Linked DNA regions of Canis lupus: region 2 is linked to region 1. A link is a contact called in public Hi-C data. All regions are on one chromosome and are shown on one strand. The core of a region is the stretch at or near the end of the contact, and the rest is flanking DNA. Distances in the headings are between cores, read along the strand shown. Region 1 holds the start of PIF1 (ATP-dependent DNA helicase PIF1). Region 2 holds the start of SPG21 (maspardin).

Region 1 (7,364 bases), core at 2,901-5,400:
AATCAGACTGTCTCCCACCTCTGGGATCGCGCGGCCCCTCAACTTGCACCGGCCCTCGGGGGAACACGCAGGACACAGCCGGCCAGCGGGTGCAGCTCCAGCACTGGGAACTTTCAAATACTAGTGGTAGAAAATCACCCTATTACCGGCCGGATCTTTAAACACCCAGCCAATCCGAGACAGGGGCGTGACAACGGGCGTGTCTTCCGAGGAGTTCAAACTCCTAGGGCTTGGGCTGTACCAATGGCACCCGGTGGAAGGAGGCTTGTGGTGGGCGAGCGTACCGAATCTCGTGCACCAGTGGGAGAGGGGGGAAGGGGCGGGGTGCCATGTCACCCAGTGCGGCTCGAAAGTTTGCTTTTAGAGCCGTGCCTCCAACACACTTTTTCTCCTCTCTAGCTCTCACACTGCGGCTGAACTTGGCTTTTGGGAAGAGCTGCTTCTGATCCCTCCCACTGGTGTTTACTTTCACTTAGCGGTTGCCCACTCCTGGACCCACCACCCCGAGGCCTGCCGCTTCCGTTGCCTAACCACCCCCACCCCCCACCCCCATCTCCGCTACTCTTTCCGCCCTTCTGTGCCTCTGTAATGGTCATTTTATTTTAGCCTTGTGTCTCCCACCCAGCTGAGACCCATAGGTGAGGAATTCCAAGACCTGGGCCAGGTGCTCAGGGAGTACGAAGGAAGCCCGTGAGCCTCTGTCTTCAGGGAATTCATATTGCGCTGGATGCCCGGGTAATTTATTTTTAATTATCTTTTCCTCCCCCCACCCCCCTTGAAGCTTGGAATTACATAGGTGGAAGGGCTCTTACAGGTGAATCACCCTCCTCATTTACTGGATTGCCCTCCTTTTTCAAATGAGGAAACCAAGGCTCCAACGGATTTTACCAAAGTCACATAGCTTGCAGACAGCAAAACAAAGCCTTGAACCCAAGTCTAACCTGGTGTGAGCATCTGCTGTTTACTGCCCCACACTGCTCCCAGGTGACTGGTCTAACTTCATGAAGGGAATCCAGGCCGGCACTGGAATCTCAGCGCCTGACTGCCTCTGCAGTGCCCCAGCCCTGCCAGTTAAACTCTAAGCAAGTTTCCTTAATGTCTCAAGCCTTTGTTTCCTCACATATATATACAATGGTGAGAGATGAAAATATGATGATTGCATAATTGTGACTATACTAAAAACCACTGAATCATGTGCTTTAAATGGGTAAAACTGTATGGTACATAAATTATATCTCGGGGGGCTTCTGGGTGGCTCCATCCTTTAAGGGTCTGCCTTCGGCTGAAGTTATAATTCCAGGATCCTGGGATCAAGCCATGCATTGGGCTCCCTGCTCAGTGGGGAGCCTGCTTCTCCCTCTTCCTGCTGCTCCCCCTGCTTGTGCGCTCTTTCTCTGTCAAGTGAATTAAAAAAAAAAATTTAAAAATGTATCTCAATAAAACTTATGAAAAAAATCAGGAGAAATACTGTTCTTCTTCGGTGCTGTCTTGGCATATGAATACCCAGTAGCATAGGGAAATTTTCAACATCACTGTGGCAGGCAGAATAATGGTCCCCCTAAGATGTCCCTAACCCTCGTAATCCCCAGAATTTACTAATATGTTACCTTGCGTGGCAAAAGTGATTTTGCAGATGTGATAAATTAAGGATCTTGAGGTGGAAAGATTATCCTGGATTGTTTGGGTGGGCCCAGTGGAATCACAAGGGTTCCTATAAAGGAAAGGGAGGCAGGAGAGCCAGCAAAGGAGATGTGATAAAGAAGCAGAGGTATGGGATGCCTGGGTGGCTCAGTGGTTGAGCATCTGCCTTTGGCTCAGGGCGTGATCCTGGAGCTCTGGGATGGAGTCCTGCATCGGGCTTCCTGCAGGGAGCCTGATTCTCCCTCTGCCTGTATCTCTGCCTCTCTCTGTGTGTTTTTCTCATGAATAAAGAAATAAAATCTTAAAAAAAAAAAAAAAAAAAACCCACGAACTTAAAAAAAAAAAAGCAGAGGTGTGTGTGTGAGAAACAGAAAGATTTGAAGATGTTACTGCTGGCTTTGATGATTGAAGGAAAAGAGCCATGAATCAAGCCATAGAATTTGTGGTAATTTGTTAGAGCAGCAATAGCACCAAGAAACTAGTACAGTCACACAGCCAGAAAGTAAAAGAACTGGGATTATGAACCCAGGCCTGTTTCCAAAGACCCTCGGTTCTCTCTTCCCACTACCTTTTGCTTATAATGGGCCCAGCACCGTGACAAACAGCCTGCTGCCTTCCCCTTTCCCTCTGTGGAGTACCCCAGACTGCCCCCGGAGAAGGCACGGACACTTCCACATGGATTTTTTCACCAACATTTTTTTTCTTTTGACTTTCAAACTTAAAAAAAAATTCAATATATGTAACATATAATTTGCCATTTTAACTATTTTTAAGTGTATAACTCATTGCCATTAAGTACTTTCAAATGTTGCATAACAATCATCACTATTTCCAGAAAATGTTCATCATCCCAGTGTATTTGTCCTCATTAGACAATATCTTCCCATTCTTTCTCCTTGCAGCCCTTGGTAACCCCAACATTTTATTCTGAAAATATTCCAACATATACAGAAAGGTTGAAGGAATTTTGCAGTGAACACCCATATGCCCAACACCAAGATTCTACAATTAGTATTTTGTTGTATTCATCACATGTCTAGTCATCTGTCCATCTCAACATTCATGAATCCATCTGCTAATGCATTCTAAAGTTGCAGACAACAGGACACTTCACATCTAAACATTTCAACAGGGATCCCTGGGTGGCGCAGCGGTTTGGCGCCTGCCTTTGGCCTAGGGCGCGATCCTGGAGACCCGGGATCGAATCCCACGTCGGGCTCCTGGTGCATGGAGCCTGCTTCTCCCTCTGCCTATGTCTCTGCCTCTCTCTCTCTCTCTCTCTCTCTGTGACTATCATAAATAAATAAGAATTAAAAAAATAAAATCTTTAAAAAAAAATAAACATTTCAACATTAATTGTTAACTAACATTAATTAGTTTATGCTTTTTTCCCCCTTAAATAGGCTCCATGCCCAAATATGGGGCCTGAACTCATGACCCTGAGGTCAAGAATTTCATGCTCTACGGACTGAGCCAGCCAGGCACCCCTATGCTTATCTATGTATTTATTTTTAAACGTTTTTTTTTTTTATTTATTAGAGAGGATGAGAGTGGGGGAGGGGCAAAAAGAGAGGGATAAGCAGACTCCCACTCTGGGGAACCTGATGTGGGGTTCAATCCCAGACCCTGAGATCATGACCTGAGCCAAAGTCAGATGCTTAAACCAACTGATCCAGTCAGTTGCCCCTATGCTTTTCTTTTTTATGCTTATCTTTTTTAAAAAAAACATTTATTTATTCATGAGACAGAGTGGGGCGGGGGCGGGGGGGTCAGAGACACAGGCAGAGGGAGAAGCAGGCTCCATGCAGGGAGCCTGATGTGGGACTCGATCCCCGGTCTCCAGGATCATGCTCTGGGCTGAAGGCAACACTAAACCGCTGAGCCACCCGGACTACCCTTTAATTTTAAAAAAGAATTATTTAGAAGAGCAAGCACACGAGCAGAGGGATTAGCGGGGGGCGGGGGGGGGGGCAAGCTCCCAGCTGAGCAGGGAGCTGGACATAGGACTCGATCTCAGGACCCTGGGATCATGACCTGACCTGAAGGCAGAGGCTTAACCAACTGAGCCACCCAAATGCCCCTATGCTTTAATTTTTTTAAAAAATAAATACCTCAGTGAGAAATTACTGGGTCATCGAGGGGTGGCACAGTCAAGGCTCGGACTCTCGGTTCCCGCTCAGGTCGTGATCTCAGGGTGGTGGGATGGAGCCCCAAGCCTGGCCCCATGCTCAGCACGAATCTGCTTAAGTTTCTCTCTTCCTCTCCCTCTGCCCCTCGCCCTTGCGCGCTCTCTCTCTAAAATAAATAAATCTTTAGAAGAATGCTGGGTCATCGAATAGGTGTACATTTAGTTATGAAACTGCCAGAGGTTCTTCCCAAGTGGTGAGGTTGTAGGAGTAGCAACGACGAGTCCTTGTAGGGAAAGGAATCGAACGAGTCACTGGGAGGCAGCTTAGCAGCTGATGAACGGAGCTCAGGCCCCGCCCCCTCCCCGTCCCGGGCGCCGCGGGCCGGTCAGTCGGATCCTGATTGGTCCGTGGGGAGGGGGCGGAGCCAGGGGATTTCGCGTCGAGGGCCGGACTTCCTCCCCTCCCCCGCCCCCCGCCTTTGGCAGCCGGGGCGTCGGCGCCCCCCGCGCTGGGCTCCCTGCTGCGGGAGCCGGAGCGATCCCGAAAAGCAGCGCAGCGCTGCTCCCGGGTCTCTCGCCTAACCCCAACCCTGGTTTTAATTTAACGCAAACTCTCCGGAAGAACGAGTTTTCGTCTTTATGAAATTTCCTCAAGAACTCTTTGCAGACGTCTCATGCGCTCTCTTTCACAGGAGGCCTCAGTTTTGGTCGCCTCATTAATAAAAATCAACAGTGACATTGATAGCACAGGACTGGGCGGTTTACAGACTGCGTTCTCCTCCGTCATCTCCTCTGATATTTAAAAGAGACTTTACAGCCCTAAGCTTACAGGGACAGTGTCGGAGAGATGCTGAAAGGGTGTCACCTGGGAAGGCTTCATCACCGGGTAGTTGACACTCATTTCGTTGGACCTCTGGTGCAGGTGACCCTCCCTCCTTGAAATCCTCCCTTCTCTTTCCACAACACACTCCCCTTGTTTACTGGCTATTTATATTTATTGGCTGCTTCATCTAGGTCTCCTTTGCTAACTCCTTTTCCCCACCCAGACCTCTCAAGGTGGGAGGACTTTTTTTCCCTCCTATCTTTTCCAATCCCATGGCTTGATTATCAGCTGCATGCTGATTCCCAATATTATATCTCTAGCCAGCTGTTCTCCCCTGAACTCCAGACTCTGTCTCCATTTGTCCTCCTGCTATCACCACACAGATGCCTAGCTGGCATGTCAAACTCATTTTCTCCAGAACAGCTTTTAATCTCCTTCCCCAGCACCATATAAACCTGTTTTTCTCCTGTCTTCGTCTCAGTAAATGCACCATCTTTTTTCGCTCAAGTTAAAAACCCACATCATATTCTTGTTTCCTTCTTTACTTACCACATCTAATCCACCATTGAAATTTGTTGTTTCTCCCTCTAAAATGTATCGGGGTCCTTTTTGTTGTTGTTGTTTTTAAAGATTTTTTTTACTTATTCGCGAGAAACAGAGAGGCAGAGACAAAGACAGAGGGAGAAGTAGGCTCCATGCAGGGAGCCCTATGTGGGATTAGATCCCTGGTCTCCAGGATCATGCCCTGGGCTGAAGGCAGGCACTAAACCCACTGAGCCACCCAGGCTGCCCTCTAAAATGTATTTTGAATCTATTCCCTCCATCCCCACTCCACACCCTAGAGCTAGCAGCATGTCTTCTCTCCCTGGATTCCAGCAGTAAGTCTCCCAATGTCATTGGCTTCCTAGCTTCCACTCTAATCCCCCACAAGTCAATCCTTTCTCCAAATAGCAGCAGATGGGATCTCTTCAAACATATAAACACATTTTGCTACTTTTAAGCCCTGGATGCCTCTCTAGGCAATTCCTCTTGGAATAAAATCTGTGGTCCTTATCACAGCCTGAGACCTCCCTTCCTTCCACTATGAATTTAAGTCTACCACTTTCTTTCTTACTCACCGTGTCTGTCACACTAGCCTCCTTGGTGCTCCTTGAACACTCATAAGCCCATTTCTATGCCCAGGTCTTTGCACTAGTATTTTCCTCTGCATGAAATACCTTCCCCCAGGACGCCTGGTTGGCTCAGTCTGGAGAGCATGCGTCTCTTGATCTAGGGGTGGTGAGTTTGATCCTGAAGTTGGGGGTAGAGTTTACTTTAAAATAGGTAAATAGGGCAGCCCGGTTGGCTCAGCGGTTTAGCGTCTGCCTTCAGCCTGGGGTATGATCCTGGGGACCCAGGATCGAGTCCCACATCGAGCTCTCTCCATGGAGCCTGCTTCACCCTCTGCCTCTGTCTCTGCCTCTCTCTCTCTGTCTCTGTGTAATAAATAGATTAAAAAATTTTAAAAAAATAGGCAAATAAAAATAGCTGTTTTAAAGGGGGAGAAAAAAAAAGAAATGCTTTCCACCTCACTCTTTTTGTGGCTCTGTCTCATCTTTCAGGTCTCAGCTGAAATATCCATGTATTTGCATATATTGTGAAATAATTACCACCGTAGGTTTAATTAACATCCACCATCTCGGGATCCCTGGGTGGCACAGCGGTTCAGTGCCTGCCTTTGGCCCAGGGCCTGATCCTGGAGACCCGGGATTGAATCCCACGTCGGGCTCCTGGTGCATGGAGCCTGCTTCTCCCTCTGCCTATGTCTCTGCCTCTCTCTCTCTCTCTGTGTGACTATCATAAAAAAAAAAAAAAAAAGAAAGAAACACTATATAAAAAAAAAATCCACCATCTCATATAGACCCAATAAAAACAAAAGAAAACAAATTTCTCCCTGTGATGAGAACTCTACTCTCTTAATATCTTCTCTATATACCATAACAGAGGTACTAACTATAGTTATCATTGTTGTACATTATATGCTAGTACTTATTTACCATATAGCTGGAAGTTTGTACCTTTTAACTACTTTCCCCAACCCCCCTTCTCCCATCCCACCCTTACTGTCTCTTGAATCTATATCTGCCCCTACAATCCTCATAACCACTGGCCTGGTTCAGGCTCCATCACCTCCAACCTAGATTTTCTGTAACAACTTCCCACCCAGGGGGCTGACCCGTCTCTAGTGCTCTTGTCACCATTCTTCACACAGCAGTCATGAAAATGAGGTTTTAAAATAAAAATCGTGTCCACCCTGCTTTGATGCTTCAATGGCCCCCTGCTACTTGCAGGAAGAATTTTACATACCTGAGGTCAGCATTCAAGGTCCATAGTGCTCTAGCTTCTGCGGGCTCCTCGGTAGTACCTTTCTGAGCCTCTCCTGCCTCCCCACCCACCCCTGCTACACACGACTGCACAAATGTGCCTACAGTTCCCCTAGCAAGTCACGCTGTTCTATCAGTTCTGCTTTTGTGAGATGTCCATCCTAATGGAATACAACTCAGTCACTCCAGCCCTTCTTGTGAGGAGCTCTCACCACACGCTGTACACTCATCAGAGCCCTTCTAAAGACTTGTCCGCCTTCCTACTGGCTCTGCAGCCCTCCAAGGCAGGGCCTGGATCCTGTGTGCCTACTCATACAATGCTGCCAAAATATTTAGTAGAGAGCACAGCCTCTGGAGTCAGGTGAGGTTTGATTCCTTCCACTACCTCTCACCAATCAAGGGACCTGAA
Region 2 (7,364 bases), core at 2,786-5,285, 140 kb after region 1:
AAACAGAGTACACATATTTCTGCTTGCTTGAATACATAAAAGCAATTATAAAATAATGAGTATAGTTATACACCCACTTTTACTCTTGAATGAGTCTCAAAATCTGATAGCGCTTGACAAAGAGGTGAACTTTACGCTCTGCAACCCAGAGTCAGGATACTTGGCAATAACCTTTACTCTCAAACACTACTAAGGCATAACATCTAAGTCACAAGAACAATACATGATTTTGCAAATAAGAGGTGTAGTAAAATCATACATACCTTTTTAAGGGGAACTGTACTTCTAAACCAGTTATAATCAGGAGAGACTTTAATCTCTCCCATGATTAGCTGAAATGGAGGTTAACCCTGAAATAAAAGCATGTGATGTTTCATGTCAAGAATTCATGTTTACATCAGAACTAAATGTAGAGTCTGCTCTAGCTATACCAACAGTACTTTATATGGTAAAACCAAGGAAATGGGCTATTTTACCTTGTCAGAAAACAATTTTGTGAAATCCTATAGTCATAAAGCAGGAAGGGGCCCTGAGAGATAATGATTTTAACTCCCTTAGTTCCTCCAGATGAGGAATCCAGTCTAGAAAATTTCAATGACTTACCAGAGATCCTATGGCTATTGCAGAGCTAGGCCCAAAGGCAGGGAGGGGAGTCTTTTCTGACACTGACTGCCTGTCCTAGTTCAACGACTGCAAACTGCAGTGCCCTCACCTATGTGTTGACAGTACCTTAAAAATCCACTTTAACAAAGAGGTCTGATAAAATTATAAGGAACAGTCCATGCTAGAGAAAGGAGGTGATTTAAGTCTGCCTCCTGATCACTCCACAAAATGCTATAAATCTAATTCTGGTTGAACATAACTTCAGAACTTCATATGTAGTTCCTAATGTAAGATACAGGAAAATTTGCTGTTCACCTTGTTGGTGTGAATAAAAATGATATAACCTCCTCTGAAAGATCTATGATAAAATACCAAGAAAGGCTTGAAGGCAATAATTATTCCTATAATTAGGAATAAAACATATGTCTTTAGAAAAAATATGTGGTCTTTTGTTGTAAGATTAGTGATTTCTAGCTTTTATATAGCTCTGTGACCTTGGAAAAGTCACCTACCCTCTCTGGATGTGTTTTCTCATCTCTGTTTCACCACTCTATCTCCAGAGCCTACAATAGTGTTTGGCACAGAACACGCATTATTCATTGGCTAAATGGATGACTATGTCCTAAGAAGACTGCATCGGGAAATCCTAGAGTCCCTTTTGACCCAGGCCTCAGAGCTTTGGACTGGCTAGGCATCTTCAATTGAAAGGCTGCCCCTCTTTGCTCAGGCATCTGTGTTATGTCCTAATAGGAACCTGAAATTACAGTTCCCATTGCAGATTCTTATTGCCAAATGAGGAACTTCCACCCACTGGTTTAGAAGGATTCAAATTCTTGCTGTGTGTCCTGTCCTGTACCCCCAGGGCAAGTCTGGATTTCCTAACCAGATGTAGGATGTGTTCAAGACCATAGGACTTAACTCCTGGGCTGACTCCACGGGAGCAGGGGGCTTCTCTGGACTGGCCAAGAGCTGGGGACTCTAAACCCAATGAAACTCTTCCTTTTTTGGCCCCTCACATCTGCTATCTCAGGAGTACAGGGAACTCAGCAGTCTTAACAGTTACCTCTAACCTTGCGGGGTTACTAAACTAAACCCCAAGGAGATGGTAAATGTAGACATCCATTATTAAACTTGATTTACAACCTTGACATTGTAATAATGGTCTGTTCTCTCAAGGCTGGGATGGTAATTTTAGAAAAGTTCGTTAAAATCATAAGTTGTTCTAAAAAGTACCAACGATATCATTTAGCCAGTCTTATGCTGAAATCAGTGTGCACAGATGTAGTTATAGTTCATACTGGAATCAAGAAAATCATTCTTTGCATATCCACTTTCTCTTAACAAATAATAACATGTTAAAAAAAATCTAAGCCATTTGAATCTACTCAGCAGGTTCATAAAACACCTAAGCTACTTATAGACAGATAGCTTCTAGATTTGCCAAACTTGGAATAAATTATTCAGTTTTGGAATCGGCTGCAATGTACAAACCAACTATCATACATATACCAATCATACGCAGGCACTCACATGCACTGTCATCCACTTCTTCCCACAGCAATAAGTAGAAAGATGTTCCTTACCACAGTCCTCGGTATTATTCACAACCAACCCAGTATTATAACATTTTATAACTAATCTCACTTGATGGAGAGATTCCACCCAACTGTGACTACATTTTTGTAGGGGCAAGTGATTTTAACACTTGTGCTGGTTTGGCAGCACATCAAAGGTAAGATAGATACCAAATGTTGCATCTGACCAACTGACGTCTAAGTTAAAAAAAAAAAAAAAAAAAAGAGCTCATTCCTGCAAAGGGAAAACAGCTGTGAGTGGTATGAAAAGGAAGTTTGTTCTCCTAGCTCTCAATCACTAAAGGGGTATACTTTTCCAAGTCACAAGAAGAACATTTCTGTATACAGCAAAAAAAGGTTAACTGAGATTGTGACCAAACTGGTCAGTATTAAGTAAGAAAGAATGTGGATCATGAGCTCAAGGCTGATTTGATCTCTCACGATTCAATTCTTCACAAAAAACAAAAGCACCTGTTCATGCTGGTGGGAAAAGGGCTGCAGAAATTAGCCTTAATCTTGCCTACAGAAACCCCTCCTCAGGGAGTGTTCTGGACACCCAGTCCTCTCTCTGGCCCTTGAGGTACTGGACGATAAAATTGCCAATTATGAGTGTGCACCTAGAATTACATGCACTTATCCCTCAGGGTTTCAACAGAACCTGCCAGTTTACAATCAATGGAATTGTCTCTAAAAATGTTTAAGTCACATAACCAGCTTAACTAGTCAGAGGTTTTCGGAACCTTTATCTCAACCTGTAGTTGCTCTGCATACGGACAATCTGTGATTATTAATACCAGCCGGAAGTAAGTATTAAACCCTGAGAGTCTCCAGGAGATGCAATTGGCTTTTTAAATGCAAGTCCCCATAACTCACCACACCAGTAGACAGCTATCCTTTTTTCAGCTCTCTTCGGGGGAAGATTTATCCCTCTCTTCTTCAGGAACTTATTCCATTATCGTCTAAATCTCATGGGAGGAAAAGCTGCCTACTTGACATTTCTTCTGTGACACCTCATCTTGTGCTGTCTTGGGATAAAAGCTCTTGGAAATCTGCACACAGCTATTAAGTTACTCCTCAGTCTCTGGAGTCTTTCTGCTAACAGGAGCTGCAACATCGTACGAGGAGACAAAGAAGCAGCATAAGTGCAGAATTTAGAACTCCCCAGGAAAGCCAGAAGAGGAAAAGCAAAACACTCTAGCCCTGCTACTTTCCTCATTCCAACCCCAGCCCCCCTTCACAAGGCTCACACTTGGCGATGACAAAGACATTTGACACTTTCAGGCTGAGGTGCACTCTCTAACATAACTAGCTTCTTTCTGCTCAGAGTTCTTAAAAGTTGGAAAAACATATTCCTGGACTGCAGGAGTATATCCCCAGGACCGGATTACAGCAGTATGCTCTGGTCAAGCGCCCCCCCCCCCGCCCCCCACCGCCACCCCAATGATCCAAACAGACCCCACCCTCTCCCAGTCCCACCAAAAGGCAGGGTCACAGGTACACCGACCACCCCGTGAACTCCACCTCGACCTCAGACAGACAGACACACACGCACGATCACGTGCACAGTCACATGGACCAGCCCACTAAGGGCCACACGAACAAAGTCACACCCACGGAGGCAGCCGCGCACACTACACACACACCCACCTGCAAGCCTCAACACATCGCGCACCCACACCCGCTTCCCAGGGCCTCGCCCACCTCTCACCCGCCGTGGCCTCCTCCACATACGTCCCTGTCCCTCCTCCCCAAGGCGGCTCTCCCCTCCCGCAGGGGCGCGGGCCCGGGTCGCCGCCTGCAGCCGGAGCGCTCGGTCCTGGCAGGCGCCGCGGTCGGCGGGGGCGAGCCGGAGGGCGGGCCTCCGAGGGGCGGGGCGCGCGGCGGGCGAGCCTGGGTCCCGAACGGGCCGCGCAGTGGGCGCGAGCCTCGCGCTTCCGGGTTTGGGGGAGGCGGGGCCACGTCCTGAGGAAGGGGCGGGGCTGCGTGGCTCCGGCGGTCACCATGACGACGGGGCGGGATGGAGCCGGGAGAGAGACTCGGCGCTCTCTGCGCATCCTGCCGCTTGGGACCTGGCGGCCGCCCCCGGGGTGGCGGTGGGCGCTGGGGGGAGGTGCGAATTGCCCCTGGGTCAGCCCTAGGTCACCCATTCGCTGCGGGCACCGAGGGAGAGATTGTGCGAGCGGCAGACGGGGGCGCCTGACACCTGGGACCTGCCTCTGCCTTCAGTTCGCGCCCTCCTGGAGGAAGCAGGTGCGGACCGTTTTCTCTCCGCCACGTGAAGCTTTGGGGGACCACCCCCCTGGGTTACAAGTTTTGGTGAACAGCACTTTGTATACTGTCTTTGCTTGGCAAGATTTTTTTTTTTTTTTTTTTTTCCCATCTTGGCACAACGCCCTCCGTGGTCTTACCCTGTAAGGCTCTCACTGCTCTTTGCAGACTTGCGCTTTCTGGAGGATTTTTGAGAACAGCTCCCACCAGGCCTCCGGCTCCTGCATCACTTTCCCCTTAAAGGAATAGGGAATGTTAATATATTTATAAGCATTCTTCTTTATTTATTCATTCATCCATGAGAGACAGAGAGAGGCAGAAACACAGGCAGAGGGAGATGCAGGCTCCATGCAGGGAGCCTGACGCGGGACTCTATCCCAGGACCCCCGGGGTCACTCCCTGGGCTGAAGGCGGCGCTAAACCGCTGAGCCCCCCCACCCCCACCCCCCGGGCTGCCCTATAAGCATTCTTCTTAAGCAAAATTTGGTAGAGGTTACAGTAAAACATTGGCAGCTTGCTGAAAGAATGTATAATAAGGTTGGATAACATGTAAATCTTATTTGAAGTCTTTCTGTGATCCTGCAACAAGGTCCTGTTGAAAGTGGCTCTCCCTAATCTGTTTTAGGGAAAGCTTATACCCTGCTAAAGCTTTTGGCATAAACAGCAACTGTTTATGGGATTAAGGTCAGGGGAGAATCTCAGTAAATTGGAATCCTTAGTCATGATCTCTGCCTTCCTGCTTGTGAATGTTGGGTCCCAGTCTAGAACTCCAACAAATTGCAGATGCATCCCCCAAGAACACAATCACACGTTAGCCTCCTGTTCCCCAACTCGTCACTTCTTTCAGAATTCTCATAGGAAGTGGTCTTTTATAATGAGCACCAGGTAGGTGTATAGGGCATGTTTCTACAGAAGATTTTTAACCTGTGGCTTTCCCCTCAAAACTTTGGAATAGTTTAATGAATGGAATAATTGCCAAAGCACTGGTTGTGTGTAAAGACTGTTATGGATGCTCATTATTTTTGTCTCCTGAGGTGGTCTGTGAGCTTTAATTTAGGGCAAAAGGAACAGAGTAACCAACCAGTGTGTTAGCACATGATTTGGCTCATAGTAGGTACTAAATGTACCTTCAATGAATTAATGAGAGAATAAATATATCTATCCACACATATTCCTAACACTGGATTCCTTACTCCTCACACTCCTAGACCTCACTTTAGTAACAGCCCTAGTGAGATTTAAGCTATGGATATGCCTAAATATATTAAAAGTCCTTATTTTGTTAGTTTGATGATAATTTTTAATTTGACTGTTGATAATGAAAAGCCATCTCATTATGTAGGTTTTGTTACATGTGAACTTTTATTACAATGTAAAAGATTAAACCCAAAATAATGAATGTTTTCTTTCCCTGAGAAAAGTACCCCTTGGTCATGTTTGGATCTTCAGTTGTCCTATAACACATGGCAGGCACATTATCCATTCCCTAATCTGAACAAGGAACATTTAATCTCTGTGAATTCCAGCTGTCCTGTAATTGCACAACTGCAGGGAGCAAACTTTTGACCCAGGACAGGCCCTGGTGCAGGCAGACCTGGGGGATATGGCTGTGAGGGTTTGCAGCTGTCATGGTTGGGGTCTTCCAGATGGTTCCCACAGCACCAATCCCTGTGTGAGAACCTCAGTTAAAAACTAGAATGTTCACAAAATACTCTCTGAACTCCAGGCAAAGTAAACAGATGGCCATCTGGTTCTCAGAATTGCCCAAACTGAAGATCTATCCTTCAAATTGATCTTTTGATAGGATAATATTTGTTTTAAAGCACACGTGCAAAATAATCCTAGATATATCTCTTATGCACAGTTACCTCTGAGGAGAAACTGGAGGATGGAAGGGGGGTGAAGAACTTTGGCTTTAGATTTAGCATTTGAATTTATGTAAGAATGTGTTCATATATTATTGTATGATTTAAAAATAAATTAAAATCAACTTTATTCATGGTCTAAGCCCTGCTTCTCCTTTAGTAGCACCCTCCTCTATTCAAGCTAAAGTCCAAGGTCCACAGGCAAGAGCAGGTCTGGCTCTCTCAAAGGGCCCCAAATACCCTATGAGGTCTCAAACCTCTAGGTGTTTATATATACTCTTTACTCCTCTTAGAATGCCTCTTCCACTTGACCCACCAGAGTGAAATGCCTCTATTTTACCCGCCCCCCAAACCACAGATGTGTGAAAAAGTGAAAGAGAAACTAAACACTTAGTTTTTCACAGTAATACCAGTTCTCGGAATACTATCCTTTAAAGCTGCCCAGGATACATTTGACTACAGCGTTATATATCAAATTATGCTGAGACCCAAGACTGAAAATAAAGGCTGTTTCCTTACTGCCAGACTCAGTCTGTGTCGGATACATGCCTCACTGGATTATAGGGATCAGACACAGAGTAGGGATTCTGGAACTGCCCGAGACAGATGCTGGTGTGTCTATTTCTATAGTTTCCTACGTATTGAACTAAGGTCCTATCAAACAAGTATATACAGTTATTTATTTATTTGAACTTGTTCTAAGATTTGTATTTATTTGAGAGAGAGAGAGCACATGTGTGTGCAGGATGGGGGAAAGGAGAGGAGAGAGAGAAGCAGACTACTTGCTGAGCAGGGAGTCTGACTAGGGCTTGATCCCAGGATCTGGAGATCATGATCTGAGATGAATCAAGGCAGATGCTCAACTGAATGAGCCTCCCAAGTACCCCTACTGTGATTTATAATTAATAATTCATTATTATCCAGGAGTTAAGAAACTGGAGTTTTATTCTTGGGCAAGACATTTCTTCTCTCTAGTGTGGTTTCCTTCTCTGTGAAATGAGTCCAAGGTTAGACTAAATGATCTCTAAGTTCTTTTTTTAAAAAAATATTTTAT

What was found. Hi-C and Micro-C count contacts between places; a contact is called where the count stands out from the background.
Region 2: a contact with region 1 is called in a Hi-C map of liver, with 4 times the contacts expected there. The contact joins the promoter of SPG21 here to the promoter of PIF1 in region 1. A contact is called at or near these places in 4 of 9 Hi-C or Micro-C datasets (amygdala, blood, liver and 1 more).

Annotation. Positions count from the first base shown.
Region 1 is chr30:29,654,730-29,662,093 of UU_Cfam_GSD_1.0, forward strand. PIF1 (ATP-dependent DNA helicase PIF1) reads right to left here and starts at 4,151. Exons shown (of 14, transcript XM_038580709.1): 1 at 3,753-4,151; 2 at 19-120.
Region 2 is chr30:29,796,944-29,804,307 of UU_Cfam_GSD_1.0, forward strand. SPG21 (maspardin) reads right to left here and starts at 4,036. Exons shown (of 10, transcript XM_038580715.1): 1 at 3,886-4,036; 2 at 3,051-3,282; 3 at 264-350. The coding sequence starts at 326.